Regions from separate parts of the Mus musculus genome. Here all the other regions are linked to region 1. A link is a contact called in public promoter capture Hi-C data. All regions are on one chromosome and are shown on one strand. The core of a region is the stretch at or near the end of the contact, and the rest is flanking DNA. Distances in the headings are between cores, read along the strand shown.

Evidence for each region. Promoter capture Hi-C pulls out the DNA fragments that hold promoters and counts their contacts. Capture Hi-C pulls out chosen DNA fragments and counts their contacts.
Region 2: a contact with region 1 is called in a promoter capture Hi-C map of embryonic stem cells, with 4 times the contacts expected there. The contact joins the promoter of Fcmr here to the promoter of Rassf5 in region 1. A contact is called at or near these places in 17 of 39 promoter capture datasets (the 3T3-L1 cell line, 3T3-L1-derived adipocytes, the C10 cell line and 12 more), 1 of 15 datasets of contacts at CTCF or cohesin (large pre-B cells), 15 of 484 Hi-C or Micro-C datasets (B cells, the C2C12 cell line, the G1E-ER4 cell line and 6 more), 8 of 115 datasets of contacts at active chromatin or transcription factors (astrocytes, embryonic forebrain, embryonic midbrain and 5 more) and 1 of 9 other capture datasets (embryonic stem cells).
Region 3: a promoter capture Hi-C map of fetal liver shows a contact between it and region 1, with 3 times the contacts expected there. The contact joins the promoter of Avpr1b here to the promoter of Rassf5 in region 1. A contact is called at or near these places in 9 of 39 promoter capture datasets (the C10 cell line, the HPC-7 cell line, embryonic stem cells and 4 more), 1 of 484 Hi-C or Micro-C datasets (embryonic stem cells), 3 of 115 datasets of contacts at active chromatin or transcription factors (embryonic forebrain and embryonic stem cells) and 2 of 9 other capture datasets (embryonic stem cells and liver).
Region 4: a promoter capture Hi-C map of adipose tissue shows a contact between it and region 1, with 4 times the contacts expected there. The contact joins the promoter of Srgap2 here to the promoter of Rassf5 in region 1. A contact is called at or near these places in 3 of 39 promoter capture datasets (the SN4741 cell line, cranial neural crest and neural stem cells), 4 of 484 Hi-C or Micro-C datasets (embryonic stem cells and muscle stem cells), 8 of 115 datasets of contacts at active chromatin or transcription factors (the SCID.adh cell line, bone marrow-derived macrophages, cardiomyocytes and 5 more) and 2 of 9 other capture datasets (adipose tissue and liver).

The regions. Positions count from the first base shown.
Region 1 is chr1:131,242,143-131,249,607 of GRCm38.p6, reverse strand. It overlaps Rassf5 (Ras association (RalGDS/AF-6) domain family member 5), which reads left to right and starts at 4,430. Exons shown (of 6, transcript NM_018750.4): 1 at 4,430-4,919. The coding sequence starts at 4,478. Gm28913 (a long non-coding RNA gene) reads right to left here and starts at 4,518. Exons shown (of 3, transcript XR_878525.3): 1 at 4,242-4,518.
Region 2 is chr1:130,862,193-130,869,657 of GRCm38.p6, reverse strand. It overlaps Fcmr (Fc fragment of IgM receptor), which reads right to left and starts at 3,881. Exons shown (of 8, transcript NM_026976.3): 1 at 3,762-3,881. The coding sequence starts at 3,798.
Region 3 is chr1:131,594,316-131,601,780 of GRCm38.p6, reverse strand. Avpr1b (arginine vasopressin receptor 1B) reads right to left here and starts at 2,667. Exons shown (of 2, transcript NM_011924.2): 1 at 1,110-2,667. The coding sequence starts at 2,040.
Region 4 is chr1:131,524,445-131,531,909 of GRCm38.p6, reverse strand. It overlaps Srgap2 (SLIT-ROBO Rho GTPase activating protein 2), which reads left to right and starts at 4,549. Exons shown (of 23, transcript NM_001081011.2): 1 at 4,549-4,677; 2 at 6,317-6,972. The coding sequence starts at 6,906. Fam72a (family with sequence similarity 72, member A) reads right to left here and starts at 4,007. Exons shown (of 4, transcript NM_175382.4): 1 at 3,058-4,007; 2 at 1,179-1,256. The coding sequence starts at 3,209.

The sequences.
Region 1 (7,465 bases), core at 3,181-5,680:
GGTGTGAGAATGTTTGGGCACATTTGTATTCATAGATTTGGGGAATGCTTAGAGACTGGCGCATCTGCTGCCTGGAACATTATTGCTCACAGACACGGGCTTTTCTCCATTTAACTCTGTTTAGATAAATCTAGGAAAGAGCCTGGCTGTCTAATCCAGTAGTTCTCAACCTGTGGGTCGTGACCCCCAAAGACCACTGGGAAAATGTAAGTGTTTACATTATGATCTATGACAGTAGCAAATTACGGTTATGACATAGCAACAAGGATAATTTTGTGTCTGGGGATCACCACAGCATGAAGAACTGTATGAAGGGGTCTCAGCATTAGGAGGGTTGAGACCCAGTGGGCTAATCTGATACAAAACCGCCTCACCGTCTGTCTCCTAAAAATGCTGCATTTGTTTTCAAAACCACTCAAGTCCTGGTATACAGGCATCCCACCTATGGCTTATTGTGTGCCTCTCCCACTAGAGAGCAAGCTTGATGACTGTGTGTCTCTGCCAGACCTCCAGTGCCTGAACAAGCACCTAATACGCAGTGGATCTTAGAGGAGTACCTGGCTTAAGAAATTAATAACCGCTCTGTGTCCCTGAGGACTGCAGAGGCTATCAGTGCCGATGGTCAGCTACCCCACCCCGGCTCTTCTCCGACTCTGAGCTCACAGTGAGGAGTTGCTGCCGGCTCTCCCTGTGTAGGATGGTCTGTGACCTGTGAATGGAAGCGACCAAGATTTTTAAGCTCCAGTGAGGATCAGCAGGGATTTCTCCATTTCCTCCTGGCACAGTGACTGGCCGTATTAGATATGGTGTCTGGGATCTGCAGGAGTCCTGAGAGACTCTTGCGAGTGCTTGTCGTCCTGTACATGGGGCATAAGTGAGAAAGAGGTCTCTGTTGTCTGATGCACTGAGATATGGGGCTGCATTTGCAACATCACTTATCCTGACTGACATAGTAATCCTATGTGTGACTACCAATATCCCCAGAGCTTCCGAAAACCTTCAGAGACTTTAAGCAGCTTCAAATGCTTCAGAGTCAGATAAAAGCAAAGCTTGCTTTCCCCCTTGGAAAATCAGGCTATGTCTGTCTTCTCCTTCTCTTTCTTGCTAGGGGCTGGGGTTGGGGGAGAGGTTAGGGGAGAGGTTGGGGGACAGTCTTGAAATAACTCACCCAACAGGGGAAATAACATGTTATCGGACCACCTCTGAAGCAGCCTTGACCATACTCCTTCCCCTTGGTCACAAATAAAAGCAACATGTCCTCTCTCCTGGAATGAGTCACAGCTGGGAAAAGTGACCCACCCCACACTGAGCCAAGATGATCTGCTAAGGAGCAAAGCAAAACAAGCAAAACAAAACCTCCCAGTAGATGTTCCAGCAGATGTGGTGAGACCTCGAAGCCTGGTGACCAAGGACAAAGTCAAAGATGCCGCTGGCCCGGCACCCATCACCCCAGGTGATGTCTCTCTACCTGAACTACAGGGGTTTGAGTGATTTGGTGATTTTTTTCCCCACTTCTTCCCTGGAGGAGGAGTGTGTGTGTGTGTGTGTGTGTGTGTGTGTGTGTGTGTGTGTATTGGAAGGAGAAGGAGATGTTCTATCATGGGACATGGGAGGGGACTGGATTGGAAAAGATTAAAGAGGTGAGTCCCATACCTATTGAGGTTGGGGGATAGTTACTCCCCCACCCTGAACTTTTTTTTTTGTCTCAGAGAGATGGATCTTAAGATAAAGTTGAGAAAGTTTTGGGTGGGTCACATGACATGGCATTATACTATCTCCATCCACATCATCTGTGTTCATCCCAGGAGCTCTGGCTCCATGTCATTTCCCCATCAGCTCTGGAAGCAGCCATCACTGCTCCATCAAATCAGAGCCACAGGAAAACCAAACCAGAGTGTCTTCTATGTAGCCCCATGCTGGGGATGCTGCACACCTAACTGTCCCAGCCAGCCTCAGTCTATGACAGTTGACACTGGTGTCCTCACAGGAGCCTTCTCAGCCAGGGAATCGAAGTCAGCCACAAACGACAGACCCTTGGAATGCTTGGGCGAGGGAAGGACAGAGATGATGGCTGTTGGCTATTATTCATAAATAGTGTCTCAGAACTGGCCTCCCAGGGCTGTGTGTTACCAGAATCCTGTTACTTACACACCAAACCATCACCCCACACTCAAGCTGGTCTCTGTCCCCGGTCGTACCCAAAAGATGGCACCCCTGAGAGGTACAAGTTTCCAACCTTGTGAAGATGAATAGACACAGGGTAGAAACAAAGCAAACTTTTACATGCAATACAGGTTTCTGCAAGAAGCCAGAGAGCTGCTTGCAGATACCCTAGAGAGGAGGAGGAAAAGAGTATAAAGCCAGGCTGCACTTCCCCCATCACACTTTGGGAGAAAGTGCCAAGGAAGAGTTCCTGCTGGGCTCTCTCAGTTACAAGGAACCCAGCTCTGGAACAGGCAGGTCCTTTCCCTCCACTCTGCTATGGCTCTAGAGCAATAGTTCTCACAGTGGACCATCAGCACAAATGCTACTATGGGAACATGCTAGAAATACAAGTCTAGCATCCTAGCCCAGACTTACTGACACAGGAACTTGCCAGCAAGCTGTGATTTTAAAAGCCCTCTAGGGTTGGCTGGCCTCCAAAGCTTGGAGCACGGATGTAAAGAGAGCAAGAGGAAGGGTGGAGGGGCAGAGTGGTGGCCTCTGTGCCCACCGCCTTATCATAACTTTATCAGTTTGGAGTCCTTCTTTCCACTCCCCAGAAACCAGTGAATAAAACGAGGCCCAGAGACCAGGAACTTTTCCTCTGCCACCCACTTGAAAGGAGCAGGATTCTGATTACCACCACTTGGGGGAGGGGTGCGGGGGTGGGGGTGGGGAGAGAGGCTGTGGAGCAGGGAAGGCTGGGGATTCCCTGGTCACTGGACTTTTAGCCATTGCCTAAATTTACCTTCGAGAGGAAAAGTGAAAGTGAGGATTCCCCAGCCAGACACTAGGGGGAGACCCATCACTAGCCGGGAAAGAACCCTGGAGATTAAAATGTAGGCGAATTTATAGACAATTCCAGGTCTGGTTTCAGAATCCCCACACATTCTATACATACATTATTGCTCCCAATACTCTAACCTGAGGGTTCTCATCCCTTTTATAAGGTAGCTTGTGTGCAGAGAGAACCTATGCATTTTAACCCCGCCTATATTAAACACCGGTACTGTGAAAGTGTATATGAATCATTGCTATCCAGTATTATTTAATAAGTAAGGAGAAAGAGTGTGTACATGTTCACTATAGACATGCCCCTCCCCCAATATTTCTACCAGTGGTTTGTTGAGACCCAAAATACAGAATTTTTGAATTTGGTGCAGTGACTCTATTCCCATAGTTGCTTGCTGGTGGCTGCCACTAAATCAATCAAACCTGTAATTTAAGGGGGGCAGGGGGAGGCGGGAATGTGAGCTAGGCCTAAGTCAGAACCGCAGAACTGGAAAGAGCAAAGGCGCCTGCAGCTACAAAACCAGCCTGTAGAGGGCCCAGGACCCTTGCTAGCCTACGACCGACCGACCGGGCACAGGTTCGAAAATCCACAGTCCCACCTGTTCTCTATCCCTTGAGACGGCACTGTGGACAGGCCCACTAGTTATTACCATTACATAATTTTCAAGACCCAGTGCAAAAAGAATAGGCCGGGTTAAGAATTAGGATTTTCAAGATGGTGGCGACATAACCTTAAGCCAGACAGGAACCTATGGCGCACCCCTTGGTGCTGGTAGGATGCGGACTTCTCCACCCTGCGCCCCTGCTCAGGTGGACCTTCCATACCAAAGGAGGTGTGTAAGGGATTGGCATTCATTTCCGCAGTGATTACTCCAGCAACTAAGGGGGGAGGGGCGTAATTCGGGAGGAAAGTTCCTGTCCACCCATGGGGCACAGAGAGGTCTCTCATGATCACCGGATCACCAAGGATCACCAGTCACTCTAATCCCAGTCTTCGGGGAGGGGCAGTCTATGTAGCAGAGGTGAGAAGGGAGAGAGCTGATGTAGCCAGCTTCCCACGGGCAGCTCGGAGAATCCGCGGGCCGCCTTACTGACAGCGGCGGGCTAGCTCCTGTCCCGGGGCCACACCAGGTTGCCAAAGCCCTGCCTTCCCACCTGCTCCCCGCCCCGCCGGTGTTAGGGCGCCCTGGGAGACGCCCAGAGGGGACGGGGCAGAGCTGAAGACAGGCGCAGGAGCCGGCGCCTACCGAGCTCGCGAAGCCTCTCGGGTGCTCGGACCTTCACCACCGCCTAGTCGCCGAGTCACTCCTAAATCCACGCGGCTCCGACCCGCAGTCACGCGTGTTGCCCTTCCGGCCTCTCGGTGGGCTCCGCCCCGCCCCGCCCCGCCCGCGGGCTGCGGGCCCTTTAAAAGCGCGCTCGACCGGAGCCGCCCCTTCTGTTGGCCAGGCTCGGTAGCTGCCGCCGCCTGCGGGCCTTGGCCATGGCTTCCCCGGCCATCGGGCAACGTCCCTACCCGCTGCTCCTAGATCCCGAGCCGCCGCGGTATCTGCAGAGTCTGGGTGGCACCGAGCCGCCACCTCCCGCCCGGCCGCGCCGCTGCATCCCCACGGCCCTGATCCCCGCGGCCGGGGCGTCAGAGGATCGCGGTGGCAGGAGGAGTGGCCGGAGGGACCCCGAACCCACGCCCCGAGACTGCCGACACGCTCGCCCTGTCCGGCCCGGTCTGCAGCCGAGACTGCGGCTGCGACCTGGGTCACACCGACCCCGCGACGTGAGGAGCATCTTCGAGCAGCCGCAGGATCCCCGCGTCTTGGCCGAGAGAGGCGAGGGGCACCGTTTCGTGGAACTGGCGCTGCGGGGCGGTCCGGGCTGGTGTGACCTGTGCGGACGAGAGGTGCTGCGGCAGGCGCTGCGCTGCGCTAGTGAGTGAGGGCGGGGAAGGTGCGCGAGGTGAAGGGCTCTGAGCCCGGGAGAGGAGGCCATTGCCTTTTGTGGCCAGTCCGAACTTTTAGGCAGGTTACCTTTGGAGACAGCTGCTGTCACTGCCTGGCATCCTTTAATGGCTGCCCACTGACCAGAGGTAGTTGTATGTGTACAGTTACGTATCCTCAGACGGGTTTGAGCCTTCTCCCCCGTGCGCGTAAACAAGCTTGTTTGTAGGTTGGGACTGATGGCTCTCCACAAGGTCATTGTGTCTTACGCACACCCTCTTCTTCCTTTAGTTGTGAGTTTTAAAAATGAGGTAGTGATATTGACAACGAAGTGAGTATTTGACACTTATTAGGGTTAATGGGGAGATGACTCGGTGGTCACCTCAGGTTCTCTCAGGCTCTTCCTCCTAGGGAGCTGTTGGCATGGGAAGCCTGGTTAGGCTTTGAATGGAAGCAGGCTGTGAGGCTGAAAGATGCCAAGGTCACCTGCACCTGAGGCCTCCTCAGCCCTCCACACCTGGCTCAACGCTCTATACTCTGCTCCAGTGTGTGACTGTGCCTCGTGGCCTCCTCTTCCTCCTCCTGTCCCCCTGCACCCGCCTTCCAGCCCTAAAATCACTAAGCTCCCCGCCAGTTCCTTCCTTCCACAAGGCATCCCCACTGGCCTGCTGGCTTCTCCCAATCTTACTGTAACACTGGGCACCAGTATAGAGAGTTTCTGAGCAAGTCTGCGCTCTTTTTAGGGCTTATCATTACCTCTCGCCAATGGTGAGTCTGTATCCCTGTATAAGTCTCCTCCCCACCAACCCAGGGATCTGCTGTTGCCAGAGGATACTCATACCCGTGTGTTTACGTAGCTCCTTTGAACATATGAAGCACGCAGTGCAATGACAGCTTCCGGCAATCATCTGTGGACATGGATTACAGTCACATCTTTTGGTAAAGGGCCATCCTCTGTTGCCTCCTTCAGACTGCAACACTGGACAGCAGCAGCTAGCACTACTACCCTCACTCTAGCCCATAACAGCTCCCCCTCAGCCGCTCCAGAATATGTGAAAGGAAAAAGGGGGACTATTCTTCCTACCATGAGCATCCCCCATACAGGTGCCTGTTAAGGAGAAGGCTGGGCATGTAGAGTCCTGTGCACGGGCTGCTGTTCCTTGTAAATGCTGCTGACCTGCAGACGAATCCAGTGCAACTTACCTCTGGGCCCGCTGCTAGCTTTATCTCCCTCCGTGTTCCTGAGTGCTTTGCAGTACCCACTAGCCCTGGACACAGAGGATGAGGCAGTGGATTCACTGTTATGGATCTACTAAGGCTCAAATTCCAGAAGCTGCACTGTCTGTGAGAATATGCTTGTTGCAATTCCCGCTTGTTTAGACTTTGAGGGACTGTCAGCTTTACTCTGAGTTTGTGATATTCTTCTGGTTAGCAATGATGCTGTGTTGGCAGGATTCTGTGGGTATCTGTGCAGTACTCCATGACGAAATGAGCATCCTCATACCACATGAGAGTTGTTTATTTCCCTTGCTCCGTCCCTAAATAGTTTCCAGCACTTGGGAAATAGTGTCCTCCCTGCCGTTTCCTTCCACAAGGCATCCCCACTGGCCTGCGACTTGCTGAGGTCCTTTCACTTTCTTGGGTTCCTGTGGCCCCTGAGTAGTCGATTTCCTACCAGCCAGAGATGCCTGAACACCAAAGAGGCAGCAGAACTGAAGTCAGGAAGGCCACAGAAAGGAATCTCTGTTTGTTTGGTTTTTTTTAATATTTAACTAACCGTGAGTGTTCGGCTGACCAAGAGAAAGTTGAGACAGTTTTGGTGTGCAGGACAGACTCACCAGACATCTGGTGCTAAGCTGAGGTCTGGCTCTCTGAGAGGGTTTATTTGTTTTATTTTCATTTTTGAAAAGCATGGGTCAGAAAAGGATGTTTTAAAAGGTAATCCTGGAGCTGGGAAGAGGGGGGCAACTCAGTTGGCAAAGCAAGCATGAGGACCTGAACTGGATCCTTAGAACCCACATTTAAAATAAATAAATAAATAAAAGCAGGCATGGTAGCACATGCTTGTAACCTCAGTGCTGGACGGTGAGTGGAGACCGGCAGAGTCCTGTCTGGCCCTCACTGGCCAACCCTAGCTACTCGTACACATAGACACAGGCACACACGCACACCTCAAACTAGAACCAAAGTCCCGGCTTTGAATCCGAAATGTCACTTAGTCTCTGTGTGACCCCATGAATCTCTGTGTTGCCCTCACTTGTCTTTAAGAAGCGTGGATAATGATCTTATCTACAGCATCGTGTTAATGTGGGGATTCAGTGTAGTAATCATATACGTGTACGTTGATTAGAAAAGTGCCTGGCAGGGTACACAATGAACGTCCAATTAGATATAAGTGTGACCATTGTCTCCTCCCATTTAAGACCATTAATGGCTACCTGGGGCTCACTCTGCCACATAGCATAAGCATGGGGTACGGTTTTCAAGCTTTGTTTGGTGGTGGAGTTGGAAGCAGGAAGCGGATAGTATATCTTGGG
Region 2 (7,465 bases), core at 2,632-5,131, 380 kb after region 1:
ATCCCCACACATTTTATTGTGTGCTGTGGTGTGCACACAATAACAATTTTAAAAGAATAAACCTCTCTCTCTCTCTCTCTCTCTCTCTCTCTCTCTCTCTCTCTCTCTCACAAGTCACATTCTTATTAGTAGTCTAGGTAAAGTTGAAGCCCACACCCTCTGATTCTGCCTTGTGTCATGAGGGACCTTCCCACAGGGCTCCATTCAGTATGGTCTATAGTTGTACTGAGCACTAGGGACAGGCCTATCCCAATATTTGTAGGCCCGAGGGCAGTATTAGTAATCAAAGGCCAGCATATCATACATGTAATTATTCAAAGAAATCATCAGGGGTAGGGACATGGCTCAGCTGCTACAGTGCACACACAGAAACCTGAGCTCAGGCCCATGTAACCAGGCCTGGTGGCCCATGCCTTTAATTCTAGCTTTTGAGATCCTCTGCAAGAGGGTCAGGAAGTCAAGGTCACCTTCATCTAAATAGCTCATTAGAGGCCAACCCTGTCTTAAGAACACAAGACTAACAATAAACCATTAATTAGAATATTTAGAATATTCTTTATTAGAATAAACTGTTAATTAGAATATTGTATGTTCATATCATGATAAATCCATATATTCCTTCTCTGTTGCTTATGACACATGTGGTCCCTCACCAGGAAGGCTCCATTTGGCACCTACAGCTTTCCTTGGTGATGTGATTTTCTCACATTTCTGGAATCCCCAATATCCTGGAGTCTCCACTGCTTCTCTTCCACACCCACACAGCTACCATCTCAGGATCTTGGTACAGAGAAGCCAACCCTGCCAGACTTTGCCTCAGAGGCTGTTGAGACCCTTGGTGTTGGCCTTCAATGTCCGTTCACTCTTAGGTTTTGTATATCTGCAAGGGCAGCTGCGTGTGCACAGTGCCAAGTTCTATTACAAGCTTGAGATGTAACGTGGCCCCCTTGGACCACAGCTAGAACAGGATCTGTGTTTCTTTGAGGAGAATCCTGAGAAAACACTTCCTGAGGTAGCAATCTCCTAGCACCATGCCTGAAGATTCTCTCTCCTTAAGCTCTCTCCTTTCCAATGAAAGCTTGTCAAAAAAGTTTGCAATACTACACTCTCTAGTTTGGGAGATGGAATACTGTGCTCAATACATCTTTCCTGTTGTGCCATGGCAAAGTCTGAGGCTTCTCCTTGTGCTGGCCAGTTTATGTCAATTTGACACAAACTAAAGTCTAAGAGAAGGAAACCTCAATTAAAAAAAAATGCCTCCTATAAGAAAGCAGGCTGAGGCTGGGCAGTGGTCGAGCACGCCTTTAATCCCAGCACTTGGGAGGCAGAGGCAGGTGGATTTCTGAGTTCGAGGCCAGCCTGGTCTACAGAGTGAGTTCCAGGACAGCCGGGGCTATACAGAGAAATCCTGCCTCAAAAAAAAAAAAAAAAAAAAAAACCAAAAAACAAAAAACAAACAACAACAACAAAAAAAACAAACCCCCAAAAAACCTACCACCACCACCAACAACAACAAAAAAAGCAGGCTGAACAAGCCATGAAGAGCAAGTCAGTAAGCAGCTCCTCCCCACAGCCTCTGCGTCAGCTCCTGCCTCCAGGTTCTTTGATGATGGACAGTGATATGGAAGGGCAAGCAAAATAAACTTTTTCCTCCCCAACTTGCTTTTTGGTCATGCCATTGCATTGCAGCAAACTAACTCTAACTAAGACATTCCTTAACTGCACTTAACTCTTTAAGAATCATAGCTGCTTTGTCTGGACCCATTTGGTCAGCTCTATTTGTAGCTTTCGCTGAGTTCGAGATCCTTTCTTTGCCAAGAAGCCCATTTCCCACACACTTGTGTTCTCTCTCACTGTAAATCTGGGTAAGCGCTGTGAGCAGTAACCACGCCATGGCTTGAATGTTATGCCACATTTACATTTCCTCTGTCAAACAACTTTAGGACACCATCAGAACACAGCCTGATTCTTTAATACCTTGAACAACAAATGACTCCTGCCCTAATTTCTGATAGAATCTTGTTCTCCTGTGAGCAGTATTTATTTATCTATTTATTTACTGATTTATTTATTTTGTTCTGGTCCTTTGTGCTTTCACCAGCATGATCCAATTAACCTCTTCTTATAACATCCTCGACCTTCTCTAGATCACCCACACATCTCAGAATTCCTCCTGAAAATTAGTCCTGAAGGCCTATTAACCACAAGGTCAGATTTTTCACAACAGTAACCTCACTTCTAGTTATCAATTTACTCTATTCGTCACTTTTCTCTCATTATTGCAACAAAATACATGACGAGAAGAAAGTTCAGTGGGGGGCGGGGGAGGTGTATTTGTGCTCACAGTTTTGAGACCATCGGTTCTCAGCTTATGGGTAATGACCCCTTTAGAGTACAGGGGTCACCTAAGGCTATCAGAGAACACAGATGTTTCCATTACAATTTATATCACTAGCAACACTGCAGCTATGCAGTAGCGGTGAAAATAATTCTATGACTGGGGGTCACTACAACGTGAGGAGCTGTATTAAAGGGCCACTGCTTTAGGAAGGCTGAGAACTGCTCTAGACCATCGTGGCATGGAAGCTATGGTAGCAGAAGTATGAAGCTGCCTGATTATATCTCAGGGTGGGCTGGTAGGTCGATCAACAAATGGGAGGAAGGTGAACTCAGTCCTCTGCAGCCTTTCTCTTTCTTCTTTTTTTATTCTGTTCGTGACCTCGGCCCACGGGATAGTAAAATCCGCAGGCAAGGGGGTCTTCTCCCCTTGCTGAATTCTTTCTGGAAAGGACCTTGCAATTACATCCAGAAGTAAGCTTGACTAGTACCTCAGCATTTCTCAATCCAGTCAAATCCTCAGCAAAGCTTAATTATCACAAAGCAGGCATTCCTGACAAACTAAATAAGCTGAGCACACTGAGCCGAAATAGGACATGGCTGTGGCTGGGGTTCAGAAGGTGCTTGGGAATAATGACTGTGAGAGATAGGTAGGTTTGCCATGACCTGCAAAGAGCCAGGTAATAATGGTAAACTGGGAGTAATGACAGTAACAGGGATGGTAAGCGGGGACAGCCTGAGGGAGGGTGCAGGAGGGGGAATTTGTAGCATTTGTACCAAGAAGAGGTCTATTTCTCTGGAAGAAGGTCCGTGGGAGCATGATAAGCTCAGATTCTAAGGGAGGAGAGTGTGTTTTAGTTAGTAGATAGTGGGAGCCATGGAATGACGTTATAATCTTAGAGACGCTTAACACAAATGGAATAGCTGGCTTGTATGGCAACCAGGGAAGTATATTAGGCAAGGCATTAGGCGCATGTATTCCAGATCTTGGTGGTCATTCAAGCGGATTGCTGGGTAGGTGGCTGTAAGCTGAGATAAGAAGCTTAAGGGAATAGTTTAGGGAGACTTCATTTGAAAGTTTCCAATTTCAGAGTGAAGAAGAAAGATCTAGAGGAGAAATACATACAAGAAGAACAAACCTTGGAGACATACATTTTAAGATCCCCAAAAAGTGAGTCTTTAAGATATGTGACACGTTCAACCCTTAGAAATCTAACAGCTGTCTAGGGTGGAAGTCTGGAAGCATACTGAAGGAGTGGGGAGTGGCCAGCATCCACTTCACAGGTCTCCACCCTTGTTCTCTGTGCCCCGGCTGCAACTGCAACTCTCCAGATGCATCAGGGTCAGAGATGGCTGTCAACTGATTACCTCTGGCTAATTCAAACCTGGTAGTTAAGTCTGAAGTGTTTCCTCAGAGCACTCACCTGGCAGGAAGTAAAGTAACCAAAGCCAAAAGTCCATGGTTCCCTGGAGGCCCTGGAGTGAGGCTGACACACACCGATCACCTGGGAGCCTTCTACAACTGGGTGCTTGAAAGCTATGCTGGACCTCTTTGAGTGGCAAGGACTTAAAATGAGGAAATGATAATCTGTTTTGTTTGCTAGCTAGTCTTTGTCTAAAAAAGAAAACACCAGCGAACCATAGCGGAAATCAAGAATTGAGAAAACACGTACTGCATAAAAATGAGTGAGCAGGTCCAAGCTCTCAGCCTGAGCAGCTGCCAGGCCTTGCCCCCTCTTCTCAAAGGGACCTCCCAGGATTCATAGGTGCCGACTGACTTCTGAGCTAGAGGCATTTGTTGTTTCTCCATCCTCAGGACAACAAAGCTCATCACCAACTCATCTCTCCCAACAACAAAGCCTTTGTGGACCAAAGCTAGGCTTTGAAAGTCACCTGGGTTTTTTTTTTGTTTTGTTTTTGTTTGTTTTTTTGTTTTTGTTTGTTTGTTTGTTTTGGTATTTCAAGACAGGGTTTCTCTGTGTAGCCCTGGCTGTCTTGGAACTCACTCTGTAACTCCTCCCATGAGTACTTGTGAACACCTACTATTTATAGTGATATTAGCCATGGATTTTGTGCAGTCTACTGCTTTTGTCTGAACTACATTTATCTAGAAAACAGATGGAGGTGAGACACATAGCCTCTGGTACTCCAATATGCACACTATCATTCCTGAGGTCTTAGGCACAGCTTGCTCAGGGCCTCAGTTAATCTTTAGGCCTCATTCTCTTACAGTGGTATCTGAAAGGCGCTTCCCTCTGGCAGAGGCACAAGCCACTGTCTAATAAGCAGAAGACAATGCTAAGAGTCAGGTGTGACAAGTCACATAGCAAACTCTGCCCTTAGGGTTGGCAGTCTGGTCGAGCCATTTTTCAAGACACCCAGTGGCGAGGGTGAGTGAGGCTCACTGATGGAGAGTAGAGAAGCTGAGAATAAGGAAAACAGTTTCAGGCTTCAGACAAAATGGTTTGTCCAGGCTTGACTTTGTTCGCCTTGGGCAAGCTTCGCTGAGCCTGTGTTCTCATTGGTCACTTGGGTATGGTCACTGTCTTGTCTGGTGCACAGCAGAGATCACTGATGTAGAAATGCTATAAAAGCCCTTTACCATGGGCTATTTGGCTTTAATGGTCTTTCAGGTGTGCAAAGCTGTAACTTATCAGAGGATTCCCAGGTTTTCCTTGGGTCGGGGGTTTCATTCGCCAATGGTACCCCTAGTCTAGGCTTCCTAGTCACTTTTGTCCACACTATTTTAGGCTCATTGGTGGCTGGCTGCCTGCACACCACTCCTTCCTCACGCCTACACACCAGATTGGTCACATGCTCTCCAAAACAGAACACAATGATGTCCTCAGCCCTGGAGGTTGAGTGCGAGCCCAGAGCAGGTGCAGAGGAAGAGGAAAGAGGAAATGTGTGGGTGCAGGCTGCCTTCCCTGCTCTGCCCAGCCCTGCCCTTCTCTCTCCAGGTCTCTACTAGCTCAGAGCAATGGGCATGAGATGTCCTCCAGCCAACAAACAGGCCAAGTGGACAGAGGGCAGTCTCTGCCTCCTGGTTAGAGTAGCCGACTGAGGGCAGTTTCAGCTAGGATCAGTGCCTTACAGTTCTCCATGGAGAGAGCTCTTTGCAGTGGTCCACACCCATCCAACAGCTAGCTGGGCTCTCCATTAGCTGGTTAAATGGTTAGGATTGCCTTGAAGTCCTGGGGTAGGCTAGATGAAGGACAGGAGAGAGGGAGTTTATGAGTGAATATGCTAAGTATTACAGTGGGTATGAGAGAGTGTGGATGTCAGCATATTGCTAATGTGGGAGATCAGTGGCCTGTACAAATGTGCAGCATGCTTTATGTAAATGGGTGCTGTGTGGTGTGTAGACATGTGACATGTGTTCTATGATATATGATGTGCTTTGTGACATGTGAGTATATGATGTGGCTGTGAGTGTATATTGTGTATATATAATTATTACAGATATGTATTATGTATGTCTATGATGTTCAGGAACTCGCTGTGTGGTTGAGCCTGTCAATCAGGGCTGAAAACATATAGACAAGAGGAGAGAATTTAACATGTATAGTCTTTAAAAAAGATTCCTTTTTAAAAAGCATAGGGTAAAAGCAAGAATTAGTATAGATGTGTGTGTGAGGGGTTGGCCATCTTCAAACCCTTTGGTCTACCATGGTGACCTGCCTGCAGGATACACTGTTGCAATAGTGCCACAGGTGGTGTGGGAGTATCTGATTGGAATTAAAGCCCACCTCATGAGATGGAACCTGTACCTGACATTGCTCTGGTAGCTCAGGGTTTGAGACTAGATAGACCATGGTCCTAGGGGAAAGCCAACTATTAGTGTTCTGGTAAAGGGACACTGAAATAAAAAGACTCTTGACAACATTCTGCTGTGTGTAAATCTTGCTCAGCCATCATCAGAGAAGCTTCCGCTTGCAGTATGTGACCTAATACAGAGACTCACAACTCAAACCGTACAGTCCTCAGTGGGAGGTCTCCATCAAACTCTTCCTTTCAGGGCTCAGGGAACGATGCAAAAGAGGAGGCAGAAAGATTGTAGGAGTCAGGGGGGATGGATGACTCCAAGGAAACCATGTCTTCAGACACGGCAGGACTGATACACGCATGAACTCACAGAGACTGTGGCAGCAGCCACAGGGCCGGCACAGGTTCAAGCCACGTAGGGTCCCAGTGCCGAAATACAGAAATGGACACAAACTCCCATCCCTAACTAAGAAGACATCTCCAGCTCTCCAGCACTTGCAAAGGAAAAATTTGTTTGTTTGTTTTTTTCCAATAGAGTCTCTGGGTATACAAGCCAGCAGTAGATGACCAACAGAAAATGAACCCAGTGGTATTTTTAGGTTGATTTTGTTGTTGTTCATTTGATTTTATGTTTTGTTTCATTTTATTTTGTTTTGTCTCGAGTTACTTTGGACATTAAAAACAAACAAATATACTTTGTTTACTTTGGACATTAAAAAACAAACTAAATAAACAAATAAATAAAGAACCCCTTAGTCATCTTTTGCTTGTATATTACGGTTTCAGATTTTGTGTTTTGTGTTTTGTGTGCACTCTCAGAGGGCACATGCAACCAGATGGAGGTGCATTCCTTGTTCATAGCTACACCCAGGCATCCCCTCGGGCAGTGCTTATTCAGGAAGATGCTGGGATGAACCAGGGTGAAGGGAAGCACTTTGGGGCTTGAGGAAATGGAAACATCACTAGAGAGACGCCAAGGGCTTTCCAGTCCTGGCCTCTGACAGCCCATTTCCCTCATGTGGCATACATATAAGTAACTGGGAGCCTTTCGGCTAGGGACAGACTCCTAGGAGACCAGAAGAAGCAGCAACTCGTGAACTCAGGTAAGAGAGTTTCTCAGATGACCCTGGGGATAACCCAGTCCACACAATCATTTTCCCAGCTATATTGAGGGTCAGTCATGTGTCCCCCCCCCACACACACACATAAAGAAAACCTTTCCAGAACAAAGTCTCTTGGAAAAGCAGAAGTGTCACCATTATCTTTGTATCCAGTTGGTAATAGTAGCACAGCATTTAGGACAGTGGATGTTCAACAAATTCTAGTCTGGTTGTTGAATTTATGATCATGTTGGTGCAAAAAT
Region 3 (7,465 bases), core at 1,418-3,917, 350 kb before region 1:
CATGGCCTTGGGCAAGTCACAGACCCTTTCTGTGCCAACCTTTCCTCGGTGACAGAATGATAGAGTTGAATTTGAGATCTAAATGCTGTCCTATGCCAGTCCTAACTAATTAGAAGTGGCTGTTGAGAAAGAGCCACAGAGCTATGTCCAGACACAGAAGGGAAGGGCACACAGAGAGTCCCCATACCCAGCATTGCCACCCTGGACTAGATTATTTGAAACCCCTTTCAGATCTGTTAGTCTATGATCCTCGGGTTCATGTAGCATGCTAGAAGTTGGCTGAGCAAATATACCTAACCCTCTTTCCCACAGGGGCCATGCAAATGATATTTTAAAACTGTCAAATAAGTAACCAAAATTTAAAAATTAAGAAACTTGTGCTCAGAGAGATGGCTCAGAGGTTAAGACTGCTCTTCAAGTAGTCATGAGTTCAATTCCCAGCAACTACATGGTGGCTTAGAAACAAATAATGACATCTGGTGCCTACTTCTGCCTGGGCAGGCAGAACATCACTTACCTAATAAATAAATCTTAATTTTTTAAACCAAGAAATCCCACATAATTGATATTCACTCAACATAGCCTCAGCGGGCTGGGCAGGACTTTATTGGGCAAGACTGTGGTCTGAATGTCTGTCCCCAGAATTCTTGTTTTAGAAACAGATCCCTCAAAGTCCTATATGCCAATGGTACTTTCCAATGAGACCTTTGGAAACTGACTAGATCCTAGGGCCTTAAGAATTAATAGTTTAATGAGTTAGCACGAAAAAAGAAATGATTGTTACCATAAGAGAATATTCACTATAAAAACCAATTTGGCCACTCCCAGGGGTGCCCTTCACCACCCTGGGAATCTTCAGAGAGTCCCCATTTTCTAAAAAGAACCTTCCCAGACTTCCCAATTCTAGGAAAGTGAGAAATAAACTTCTGTGCTTCAAGTGTTAGGTGGGTATTTCTTACAGCAGCAGAGGATGCTTTAAGACAGGCAAGCACCAACTCACTTAGTTACCCCGTTCATTTGTGTCCTGCCTGGTCCTGGGAGACATTGTGATCCTTACCGTGACCCTATTTTCTGTCCCCACCACCTCACCCCACACCCCACATACTCGCCTTCATTAGGGGCATTCTCGTCCCACACAGACCACATCTGGACACTGAAGAAAGGTGCCCAGCAAGCAATGTAGGCCAGCACAATGACAAAGGTCATCTTCACGGTTCGGATCTTTGCCCTGGAGATGGTACTGATGCTGCTGACCCGGGACGGCAGCCCCCTAGTGGCTGCAGCAGCGGCAGAAGATGAGGACTTGGGCCAGCCCCTTCTTTCCTCCCTGCCAGCCTGTGTCTTGACTTTCAGGTTCTTGTAGATCTCGTGGCAGATGAGGCCATAGCAAGCTGTGAGCACCACCACGGGCAGCACAAAGATGGCCATGGTGGTCCAGGTGATGTAGGCCCGCGGGCCCCAGGAAAAGTAGAAATCTGCCCAGCAGTCCAGCACCCCTGAGCCCTGGATCACCTCTCGCAACGAAAAAATGAACACTTGAGGGAGGCTGAGGATGGCAGCCAGCAGCCAGGGAGCAGCAATAAGAGGGTAGGTGGACTGGCTGGGCTGCTGGAGGCTTCGAAGAGGGTGACAGACAGCCAGGTACCGGTCCAGCGTCATGGCCAGCAGCATGTAAGTGGAAGCAAACATGCTGAGCACCTGTAGATATTTGACAGCCCGGCAGAGGAGGTCAGAGCCCTGGAAGCGATAGGTGATGTCCCAGAGCAGCTGAGGCAGTACCTGGAAAAGCGCCACGCCCAGGTCGGTCAGGGCCAAGTGCAGCACGAACAGATGCATGCGGGAGCGCTTATGGCCCTGGAGGCCCAGAATCAGTAGTACAGCCAGGTTGCCTCCTGTGGCCAGAACCAGGACAGTAGCTAGGATACCAATTTCCACCTTGGCTAGCTCTTCATCCCTACCCAGCCAGGGTGTGGTGGTATTGGGGACAAACAGGGTGCCCCCAGGGGAGGGGGTAGCAGTCCAAGAAGGCTCAGAATCCATGGTTAGGTTTAGAGGGAGAGAAGGAGGGGAAGGTGGATGGAGGGACGGTGTGGGTGCAAGTAAGAAGTTGGATAGTGAGAGAGAAAGGTTAGAGGTGGAGGGAAAGAAGGGAGGTGAGGGGTGACGGTGGAGTGAAGGCTTGGAAACAGGTGAGATAGTTCAGCAGACAGGGACAGAGAGAACGAAAGGAGTAAGGAGCAGAACCGGGACCCCATAGAGGCTGGGGAATCAAAGAAAGAAAAGGCGGGCTGGGAGGTGGGTGTTAATATGGGAAGGTTGGAGGAGGTTGGAAGTGGGGGCTTCTGAGAGGTGACACCGAGGAAGCAAAGGGAGCAGCTGCCATCTCCCAAATCCACCCCAAATTTACTTTGTCCAAACTTTCTTTTGGAATCGGAGAGAGTAGCCGTTTCTAAGTTGTCTTGAAGGTGAGGTCCAGGACCATGGGCGGTGCCTGCAGGTATTGGAAACCCCTGCCAAGCCACGGCGTGCTCCCACCGCGCTCTCACCGGAGGGTGAACACAGGCATGAGCAGACTGAACACAGGCATGAGCAGACGCAGCAGCTCAGAGCGTTTTATGCTCTTGGATTCCTAGTCCAGAGGCTGCCGCTTGTCGGTTGGCTCCTGCAGAGGAGGGTGGAGTGAGACTCAGTGGCTCTCTTCAGACAGGGGGTACTGAGGGGAGGGGCTGAGGAGCTGGGTGGGACTGTAGAGGAGGAGGATCAGGGAAATGTAGGAGAAGCGAGAAGCTAGCTCTTTCTGGCAGCCAGGATCCACTGAGCACCAAACTCACCTACACTGCCATCCTGATCCCTCAACTCTCGTTAGACAGGTGAGTTTGCGTGTGTGTGTGTGTGTGTGTGTGTGTGAGAGAGAGAGAGAGAGAGAGAGAGAGAGAGAGAGAGAGAGCTTCCCAAACACAACAGTGCTGCTGCGGGGAGCCCTAGGCATGTGTGAAAGATCTCAAATGGCTGAGAAGCATGCCCTGAAGAAACCCACTCTGGAAAACCAGATGTGACAGCCATTTTTCTTAGGATAGGTACTTGGAGCTGTGGAGGCAGAAGAAAAGTGAGGACATTTGTGACTGGGTGACCTGGGGGTGTGTGTCAGGAGATGATAGAAGGAGCTAGACCCGGGAGTCTGGCGTGATTAGAGAAATTCCAAATAGAGTTTGCATCTCCAGGCTAAATCTGAACTTCTAGCCTCTCTGGGGATACATTTCATGAGCTAGGGGTGTCGTTGACCACTCTGTAGAAATTATGTCACTCAGAAGGTTGCAGAGCTAGTCACCAGCAGCACAGAACCAGAACAGACCAGTGTGCAGTTGTTCTGTGCCACAACAGAAGCTAAGTTAAACTAAGATAATTACATTATTTTCACCAAAGCTGATGTGATTGGAGCTGTCTGAAAGGCAGCAGCTGATTGCAAACAAGTAAATACCACCTGGCCCTGAGAAAGTCTACACGGCAGGCACCACAAGGTATTGGTTGGGCAATTCACTTTATCTTGCGGAATTTCACACTGTTAGGACTCCCTAGGTAGGTTAGAATTCACGAGGAGCTGCAACAGTATGATCAAAGCCTTTCATGGAAGGCAGGATCCCTTTAACTTGCTCTTTAAATCAAAGCTGATTCGAACCCCTTGACCAAACCACGCACCCACATAACCACTTAGTATCTTTTCTAGACTGTTCTTCTTGCCGTGCATGTCACAAATTCTTCATCTTTTGTGCTTTGCAGCCCTGGCTTCTACTTCTTCCAGAATTTCGCTGTTTGTGAGCCAATTATTTTCATCCTCTGTGCTGGATCATTCCCACCTCTATGCAAACTCACTCTAGAAGTGTCCATTAAGGAAAAATATTAGATTTAGTTTATAATTTTCTTTTTAAAAAAAAAAACAACATTATTTCTCTTATGTGTATGAGTACTCTGCCTTCATGCACACCAGAAGAGGGCATCAGATCCTATTACAGAGGGTTGTGAGTCTCCATGTAGTTGCTGGGAATTGAACTCAGGACCTCTGGAGGAGCAGTCAGTGCCCTTAACCAGTCAGTGCCCTTAACCACTGAGCCATCTCTCCAGCCCCGTAGTTTTTCTTATTTCAATCCTTTGTGCCTTATGCTCTCTATTTACAGAAGACAGCCATTCCCGCCTGCGGTAATCCCTGCTCCCCAACCCCCACCCCACACACACCAGCACTGTTTTCCACTTTTAGGGTTGAAACGCTTTGGGAATTTACTTTTGTGAATGTATGATTGAGTCTCTAACATTTTTCTCCCAGGGAATATCAGTTCTTCCTTTCATTTAGCAATTCATTGTTATCTATTACCTGAATAATTATGAAATTTTAATGTTTTTATTGAGACAATTTCTAGGATCTCTATCTAATATGTTCCACCATCTCTCTTCTAATATTTTACTATTTGAAAATAAGCTTTAATATATAGTAAACCAAAAAACGAGCCTACCCTTTATCCTTTAAAATGTAAGTATGTAGTATGTATTCATGTATGTAAGTGTGAGCCTGTGTGGGGATGTGTGCATGTGAGTACAGTGCCCTCAGAGGCCAGAGGCATCGGATATCCCGAGAACTGTGGTTGCAGGTGGCTGTGAGCCACTGGCTTGAGTGCTGAGAATCAGGCTCGGGTCCTCTGCAAGAGCAGTCAATCCTCTTGACCACCGAGCCACCTCTTTAGCCCCTCTCCCCTTTTTCTTGCCAAGCTGTTTTCCAAAACTTTGAAAAATCGTAATTTTTGTCAGTCCAACTCCACAGAAATCTCTGTTGAACTTAGGTAAGAAGCACCAAATCTTGGGGGAAAGCAGTATTCTGTGTGGTCTTAATTAGGTCTAAATACCCTTCAGTAATGTCCCATAGCTTTCTTCACAAGTCTATCCACCTTAAGACGACTTGACTCAATCTGCCCCGAGTTTCTGCTTCCATTACTCGTGTTTCTGTGCTCTACTGTATCTCCTATTAACTCACTGCTCATTGCCAGCATATGGGGACAGTACTGGGTTTCGGATCGTATTCCTATATTTCTAAAGTATGCAAATTATCTAGGCATGGAATATTATCGGCAACAGCATTCACTTTGTTATCTAGCCTCAATCTTTTTAGCTCACGTTTCTTCTTCTTATCATATTACTAAGTCAAAGATTCCAGTACAGCGCCCAGTAGAAGGAAGCACTGATGCTCCCAATGAATCTAAATTTATCTTGAAGCGTTAGGATCACTGTAGCTCTTCTTCAGTTAAAAAAGTTAAGATATAGTATTTTTTTTACCTACATATACTAGTCAAGTGATTCTATAGCATTTGTTACTAATAAAAGTAACTTTCTCAATTACCTCTACTTTTGTTACCCACCAGAGACAGTTATTTTCTTCCATCTTACATTTTTTATTAAATAATATTGAATCATATTCAAAACTAGAGAGAACAGCATAAGGACACCCTGTTTTCATCTCTCAGTGGTTGCAGTAATCAATAGATAAGCAATTTGATTTAATCTAAATCTCTTTCCATTCTTCACACCAGTATTATTTGGAAGCAAGCATCAGACATCATTTTATTTGTTAATATCTCAAGGTCTTTGTTAGGGTTTCTGTTGCTGCAGTGAAACACCATGTCCAGAAAGCAAGTTGAGGAGAAAAGGGTTTATTTGGCTTGCACTTCCACATCATGGTCCTTCGTTGGAGGAAGTCAGGACAGGAACTCAAGCAGGGCTAGAACCTCAAGGCAGGAGCTGATGCAGAGGCCATGGAGGGTGCTGCTTCCAGGCTTGCTTCCTTTGGTTTACTTAGCCTGGTTTCTTATCCAATGCAGGACCACAAGCCCAGGGATGTCACCACCCACAATGGGCTGAGCACCACTATCCAGCTCCATCAATAATTAATTGAGAAAATGCCCTGCTGCCTGATTATAGCAGCATTTTCTCAATCAAGGTTCTCTTCTTCCAGATACCACTGGTTTGTGTGTCAAGTTGACACAAGACTAGCCAGGACACTGACATACGCATTTCTAAATATAATGGTAACTGACATATTACCACACCTGTATCAATCAAGGCTCTTCGGAGAAACAGAAAGTGTGGTATGGGTGTGAGTACAGAGACAGGAAGAGAAAAGACAGGAAAGGACTAGAAGGCAGAATGGAAAGGATACTGGGGATTTATAACAATGACTTAGCTGTATGGCAATGGAGGCTGTAAAGTCTCAGACACTACAGATGTACAGTTAGTGTGCCTCAATGTGTATGTAAGGAGCACTTATTTAGCATACATGAAACACTAGGTGGGATTTCCAGAACCGAAAAACAAAAGCAAAACACAACATTGCAACCAAATGCATACCAAGCTGGAGACCCAGAACTGTTGTATGCTTCTAGTCCTAGCCTGAAGGTAGCAGAATACATTCCATTCTGAAAGCTTACTGGCTTGAAACACAAGAGCTATTTTTTTTCAGTTGGGGTCTAACAGTAGGGAAAGGTCCTTTTATGATTCTGTACCAGCACAATCCAAAATACCCTAACCCATGCTAAGCTGTTAAGGCTAAATAGTATCCCCAGAAGATAATTCTCAATTCTAAAATAGCCCTTGTAATAAAACAGTCTGTAACCCAAAGGGATGATTCTAATTCTAAATTCAGCACTAACAGGGGAAGCCATAGAATGGATTATTTTCTTGGCCAGATTCCGGTCCCCATGCCAGTCTGCAGCCAGGATCAGCCACCATCCTGATGGAAGATTTTTGGATGCTCTATAGCAGACTCCAGCTGCAGAGTGACAGCAAGTGAGAGAAGAAGCAAGGCCACGTGATGCCTCTGCCCCAGTGCATACCCCTGCCTCCTTCTCAGGGTCAAGTCTGCCTTCAACTCTGGTTTTCAACCTATTTCTCATTCAGAACCTGGGTCTTATGAGTACTTTGGCACAAGAAATGTCATTTTACAGCCCAGAGCAGAGTTCAGAGGACTAGTCTAAAAGAGAATTATGGGTCTGCTTCTACAGGGAAGTTTTGATGAATAATAGTGTGAAACAGATGTAGTCAGACAAGTTTACCCACATCTGCATACAGATCAGGGTTCCAAGCTCTTTCCGAGGAAGATCCGCAGAACCTACCTTTCTGCTGTAATATGCTGCTTCTTGGTAATTGGGACAAAAAAGTTGGTAGCATCTCCAAGATCCACTTAATGAAAATAATAACACTGATAACAATGACTACTTACAAAATTTTATGTGAAAATTACTTTGATCACATTATCTTATTTATTTGTGTATTTACTTGTTACACAGGGATATAACCCATTTTTATGAAGGTACATAATGTGCTTTGAGCGTTCCTGCCCTTTATTTCATCTGATTTAACCACACTCTGTCCAAGTAGGTATTTTAGCCCCAACTCAAGGCTCAGAGAAGGAAATTGGCAGGGGAAT
Region 4 (7,465 bases), core at 3,300-5,799, 280 kb before region 1:
TGAGGGAGGGAGGGAGAGGAGAGTTGGGGAGGACAGGAATTAAATAAGGAGCTGGTATGGTGGTTGGTGCACTCAGGTGGCTGAGCCAAAGGAGTTGCCAGAAATTAGGGGCTCTTCTGAGCGATACAGTGAATTCAAGATCAGCCTGAGTTACAGAGTAATATCCTGCCCCCAAAAGAAAAAGATTTTGAGCATTGTGGCACACACCTTTAATCCTAGCACTCCAGAGGCAGAGACAGTCAGTGGCCAGCCTGGTCTACAAATTGAGTTCCAGGACAGCCAGGGCTACACAGAGAAACCTTGTCTTAAAACACTAAAACCAAACAAACCAATAAAAATAAAATAAAATCCTAACTCTACAAGTTTCCTAACTTTAGAGGCTTAAAGGGTTTATTCAAGATCATGCAGAAAACAAGGATAGGGTGGGGCTCAAATCTGATTTATATGTGGGGTCAAGTAGTGTGATTATGTGCATGCATGTGGAAACCACAAGTCACTCTGGGGCTCAGTTATTCAGGAGTCTCTCACTAAAGCCTTAGGCTTGTCACTTAGGCTAGGCTGGTGTTGAGGGAACTCCTTAGATCCTTGTGCCTCCAGATCCCCAGAGGGGGCTGGGACTGCAAGTGTGTGCTACTACATCCAGGTCAAATTCAGAGCCTCACATTCCACAGCAAGCACATTACCAGTGGAGCCATCTCCTTTGCTCTCTGATTTTTATGAGTGTAAATTCCATTGATTTAATTTATTAATTGATTTAATCTTTTAGATTGCACAGGTTTATTGGGGAGCAGATATTTGCAAATATACTTTGAAAAGCTACAAATCGTATTTGTAAAGTATCACAAAGACTCTTTCAAAACAATAGTTCTAGGACTGGCAAGATGGCTCAATGGGTCAAGATGGATCTTGCTTCTAAGCCAGAGGACCTAAGTTCAATCCCTGCATCCCTAGTGGAAGAATGAAAGAACAAATTTTCACAATGTCATGGCACACATGTTACATATACATACCCATGCACATAAGTAGATAAAAAATAGCTCTATAAAACACATGCTCTTTTAATGGCTCAACGCCTAAGTTATATCAATGCTGATGCAGCCTACAGAATCTTTCTGTGGGTTTTTATGTCAATATCTACCTTCCAAACTCAGGCTATTGACAACAGTGCCACAAATTACCATTTCAAACATGCGATGTCCTTCAGTTTACATTTGCAGATTCCTGTGAAATAGCATCTTCCAATGAAATCCACTGTGCTGGAGGATAAAAAAGTTTACAGACAGTCAAATATACCAAGACTTTTAATTCTAAAATGAGATAAAAATTTGTCATATGTCCTCTCTAAAAACTGTGTGTGTGTGTGTCAGTAGGGATAGAACTCAGGACCTTATAAATGCTAGGCAATCATGCTATCATTGAGCTATATTCCAAGAATTCCACCTTTCTTTTAAATATGTACAGTTTAAAAGTATTAAATATCATCACACTGTTGTGGGATGACTCTCCAGACCATTTTCATATTGCAAAACTGAAACTCTATACTTACTGTATAACAACCTCCAATTTCCCCTCTCCCCACTTCCTAGCTATCACTATTGTTCTTCAGATACTTCAAATAAGCAGAGTCATACCATATTTGTTGTTTAGTTACTGGTTTGTCCCATTTAGCATAATGTACTCAAGGTTCACCCCATTACAGCGTGTGACAAGATCTCTTTCCTTTAAGGCAACCTTCTGGGCACCCACTTATGGGACGAGTCAGTGGGGACTTAGATGACTTCTATCTTTTAAATTGTGGGTGCTGCTGCTATAAATACAAGATGCTCATCTGAATTCTTTGGATGGATACCTATAAGTGGAATTAATATGGATCATATGGTAATTCTGATTGAATGAAGAACCACCAAATCGTTTCTCTATAGCAGCTTTACCATCTCAAAGTCCTGCAGCCAGGGCCCTGATTTTTCCACAGTACCCCAATGACACTTTTAGTTGTGATTTGGCGCAAATTTCATAAATTCAGAGCTGAATTAGACTCTCAACTATAATCATAGTTAATTTTGTAAGAGTTGGGTAATATTTGTGCTTACTATAGACATTTGGCAGATTTATTCCTCTTGCAGAGAACTGCAGGTCACTTCCCAGCACCCATATCATGAAGCCCACAACTGTCCAAACCAGAGGACCTTCCATCTCTAGCCTGGAGAGTACCTTCCATATCCACCCCTCCTCAAACATACACACAAGTACACAGAGTGACAAAATAATAAGATAAATCTTAAAAATCAATGCATTCACTGATCCACACCCATCTTGGCACATGAATCCACTGTGATTATAATTCCAATAGAGAAAAACAAGCAATACAGAAAACCTGATTCTATGCTAGACTCCAACATGTAACAACCCAACCTGAGACTTCCTTATGACCACAGTTTTATGTTGAAGAGATAGAATATTTCAGATTTTTACGTGAGCATATCTAACTAAAACAACATTGGGATCATAGAACCTTTGGGACATTTGGTTTTACGGTTTTATTATCTACTGCTATTTCGTTATACAAGTGCACCTACACAAACAAAATAACACCTCATTTACCTTGGTAATAAATGATGACTACCTAAGCAAATTCACAAAATATTTCAAAGGGGTGCAGAGGCTCTATGTATAGTTTTACTTCCTTATGTTTTAAAATGCTCAAGTTTGCTATCTTTATTAACCATGAATTTCACTTTAAATGAATCATTACACACTTCTTTCCAAGTGGCTGTTAAAGACTTGCTTCAGTGAGGAAGGGTGTTTGGACATGGCATTGAGCCTTAAGAGTCAACATAAGGGATGCACAGACACATGACTCTAAGGGCCTGGAAGAGTGACCTCAGTACTGACCACGCTGGGCAAACCACAGGCTTTGTCCAGACAGTCTGCCCACTTAGATAAACTCCAAGGGAATCATCAGACTGGTGGGAGTGGCTAGAACACCAAATGATAACCTTGACTCCCAGGGACCCATGCCATCCACTGTCCAGCTAAAGGGCCACCCGTCAGACTTACTTGGTAGGAGGGATGTCTGTAGAGAAAAGGTCTATGTCAGTATCAGCCAGCAAAACAGCCTTCATTCCCCTAGAGCTGAGAACTTGTTTACAGAATTTGCAACACAGGATGGATACGCATCGGTCTTTGAAAGTACAGTTGTTGGTAGACATAGCGTCCCACGTTGAAAGAGGTGCAGAATTTTGAAAGGGGAAACTTTGATTTCCTCAGGCTAACAATCAAGACGGAAGGCCTCTCGTTCTCTACGCTCTAAAACTGGGAAGAGAGTCCTATTTTCCTGGTGGAAAGGGAAACTTAGTATTTATTGAGTAGGAAGAGCAAATTTTACTTCCTTTTGACTTGGGGAGGGAAGGGAAATGGAGTTCAAGGTGGGGAGAGACAAGTGGAGTTGAAGGGAAACTTCCGCAACAGGTTTAACTTTCTCTGGTCTTCAAGAATCTTCTACTCTTCAGCTCCGACCCCGGCTCCGGAATTGGGCGATTTCCCAGTTCCCAGCGGGCTTCTTCCCTTTAAAGCCTCGCCTCTCTGACCACTCCCAGCGCGAGCTCCGCCCGCAGAGCGCTCCAATTCTTGCTCAGCTCCACGCGGCTTCTTCGTAGGATTCAACGCCCCTCAGCCCTTTCCACGCGGGCTCTGGCCCCGTCCCGCTCCCTCTTCTCGGAGCTCGCCCGTGGGCTTTCTCCCTTGCACCACGGCTCTCGGCGTCCTCTCCCGGCCGAGCTCTCGCACTTGCGGCCCGTAACCCGTAAGGTCTCTTCCACAGCGGTCGCTCCGAAGTGAGCAGCGGTGTAGCGAGGTGGAGGGGAGAAGCCTCGGAATAGGCTCAGTTCGCGCTGCAGTCAGTCAGCGAACACGCCGGGTTTTGCTCTTTCTTCCGCTTTCTCTGCTTTTTCTAACCCGCTGTCAGTTTGAATTGCCTGCGCCGAGCAGGGATTGGGAGGACTAGAATTTGCCCCAGACCCACATTGGAAGGCCAAGGGCCTTCTCCTGACGTGAGCTCAGAGGCCACGCCCCAGTAACGGTGCCGATATCAGATCGGCTCTCTGATTGGTTAATATTAGCTCAGCCCCTAAGATCATTGGCCAGCATCTGCTCGGCTTAAACCCTCCCCCCTGTGAACTTGGAAGACACACCCCGAGTTTCTTATTGGTGGATACACTAAGGTCCAGGCCGTTCTCTACTATTTATTGGCTGAACTTCCCTCCTCCCTTTCCCGGTCCGATTGGTCCCGTCTTCTCTTGAGAGTTTGTGTTTGGCTGTCGCTTCCATTTTATCCCGCCCATCAGCTTTACTTTAGGCTTCCACAGGCCGGGGAGGAGCTCACTCTAGGACTGCGCCTAGGCAGCTAGTGTTCGCCACACCTCTAAGTTTCGTCAGCCCCGCCTCTACTCCTGGCGTCTATGGATCAGTTGTTCCTATTGGCTATAGTCCCCGTCAGTCGCTATTAGGCGGGCGGTGATTGGCAAAGGGGTGGGTTCAGCTTCCCGGCGGGGTCTTGCGGAGTTGGCGGAGTCTCCTTAGGGAACTGGGGGGCCGAACTGCGTAGAAGAGGGTGGCGGGGAGGAGAACGCTAAGTGGGAAGCGGAACCTTGGGCCTGGGACCGGTCGCGGCAGAGCCAGGTAAAGGCTCCTTCTCCCCTTCCCTCCCCGTACGCCCGGCTGCTGCTGCTCTGACTGAACAAACCGGGACTGGGCGGGTGGACGCGTTGCGGATGCTGCTGCTTTCGGCGCCGCCTTAGCCGTGTCGCCGCCCGCGGTCCTCATACCGCCCTCCCCGGCCCTCCAAATCCCCCAGTGCAGCCCATAATACTTCTCGGGACTGTTCATCTCTCCGCCCATCCCTGCACTGCCGAGGACGGTCCTCACGCGGCGACACCGCCCTCCCGCAGCCCCTTTGCACACGGTTGGCCGGGTCCACCTAGGGGCCTCGCCGTAACGGTCCGCTGGTCTCGTCCCTGGTCTCCTAGCCTTGGCTGCCAGCCCAGGACCCGGAAAGATGGGGTGTTCCTCACGGCTTGCAGGGTGCTTTCTCCGTCCAGCCCTCCAGTCTGTCTCCCAGGGCTTCTCCACCCACTCTGATACCCAAACCTCATGCGGGTCCCGAAAGTTGCCAACATCCTACACTTCACGTTGCAGCGGTCCACCGCGGTTTCCCTCACTGCCTCGCCCCCAAAGCCGTCCTCTCGGCGCCCTCTCTGGTCGTCCAAGCTTGGGCGGCTCGAGCTGGCCCGGGCTCTCTCCTGCCTCAGGACCCCACCTCACGCCCGCCTCCTGCTTCCTGTCCTCCCGCACCGCGCGGCCTCTGCTCGCTCTTCCTGCGCGCGGCCCTTCCTCCAGCCGCCGGGAGTAGGCGACACTGCCTGGAGCCGCTTGTGCGCCGGCGGGGACAGGGCGGCCTAGGAGGCAGGGGCCCGCCGCAGCATTGGAGCTCTTCCCTCAGCCTCCTTGCCGCCGCCTCTCGCGCCTCCCGGAGCGACTCTCACTGATGCCTCCCACCCGACTGGGATTGGGTGCGGTATTTGTGATCCCTAGGCTTGGGGGACAAAAAAAATACTGGGGGGGGGGTGCCATTTAGAGTCACTCTCATACCTGGCTTGGGGAAGGCTACCGCCGCCTGCCGCCTCCCATCTCCGGGTTTTCCCGGTTTAGACCCTCGCCTCTAGCTCGTTTCCTGCTTCTGCCGACCACATTGTTTTCCTGGATGTCCCGTGCGGAGCGGGCCCTTCCTGCAGCGTCCCCCCTCCACCCCCCTCACCCCCCTCCCCGGTTTTGCTGCCAGGAGAAGCTAGTTACCAAAAACAAAACAACTGGGAGGAGGGGTGGCAGGGGAAGAAAAGTTGTGCCCATCTGGTTGTCCCCTCTGGTATGGATCCTGTAGATGTCTGGGAGGTGCCCCAGCCGGAGGTCAGGGGCCGCGTCGCGGGCTAGGCGGGAGGACCCCTCTTGGGCTAGCAGGGTTGGGAAAGCGCCGAGGTGCCGCAGTCCCCACCCGCAGCTCAGCTTTCCCGCCGCAGTCTCCGCCCGGAGCACGCGCTGCCGGCTGCTCCAAAGTGTTCTCTTTCTGCCTTAAAACCTGGAGGGAACATTTTTCCTCCCTACATTGATCGCCACGCCGGGTCTTCGGGCGGAGCGGGCGTTGTTAGGCCAAGATGAATGGGCCAAAGCTGGACTTGGAGTGTCATCCCCGACCCCACCCCTGTTGCGATTAGGATCTTCCCTCCGACTGATCGCCCCCTCCCCCCTTTTCTTGCATTTACAGGCTAGTGAACCGGAGCAAAGACTTCCGACCCACTCTGCGCTGCAGCGGCACCCTTTTGGGATTTGATTTGCAGAATCTTTGAGCTGGTAACACACACACACACACACACACACACACACACACACACAATCCCGCGAAGAACGCCTAGCCCTCCTCTGGCACCCCAAGACAAACCCACTCCCTCCTAGGGACACAGCTGGGCGCGTCCACACCCCCGCATCCCCTACACCATGTTGTGCGGAAGGACTTCCACTCCCAGCCTGTGTCGTTGATGTCAGACCCCAGGCCAGCCTCCGGGCGCTGCAGTTCTCCTGGTTAATGCTGCGGTTGTGGTTAGGGCTTTAGTACTTAAGCCAGCCGCCGCCGCCCCCCACTTCCCCACCCCCGGCCTCAGCGCCCACAGTCTGCATGTGTGTGCAGTAGCCGGCTGCCCATCCCGCCGCTCGTGTTCTCCTGGAGCTCTGGATACCACCGCGGGGCATTTCTCTGCCTGTGGGAGAAGTGGCCTTGGAGGCATTGATATCAGTGGTTGGATTTTTCCCGTGGATCTATCAATTCACAATTCGGATTTGGAAGAAAGAAGGAAAACATGACGTCTCCAGCCAAATTCAAAAAGGATAAGGAGATCATCGCAGAGTACGATACTCAGGTCAAAGGTAAGGATTTTGAAAATTAGCATAAAGCATATGTTCTGCGGACTGGTGAAGCATGCGTTTCCACCCCAATTTTCAGGGCGTTTGTTTCTTGGGTGGAGCAGGTGGTAAGTTGACCCCAGAGGTGGTTTCATAGGTGGATCAGCAGTGTCAGGGGCCATAGGCACTAGAAGAGGGCTTTAGGAATATCTTTGTGGGGCTGACCATTAATTTGGCAGTTTTTTCCCAAAGGCTGGGCAGGGTGGGGGAGGGGCAGGAGGTTCTCCGGGGAGAGAGAGAGAAAAAAAGCTGCTATTTGCCTTTGGGTGTCTTGAGTCAAGCTTCCTTGAAGGACAGCTGAAATCTGACAGGTGTTTGGACATTTATTTCAAAGGTTGTAGAGAAGCCCAGGTGGAAAGGCAACCTTGGGAAGGGGAAACCATTTGGAGAGACCTGGGAGAGGTGGGGTTTTTCTGGTACTGTATTAAAGCTTGAGATTTGCCAAGACACTGAATTC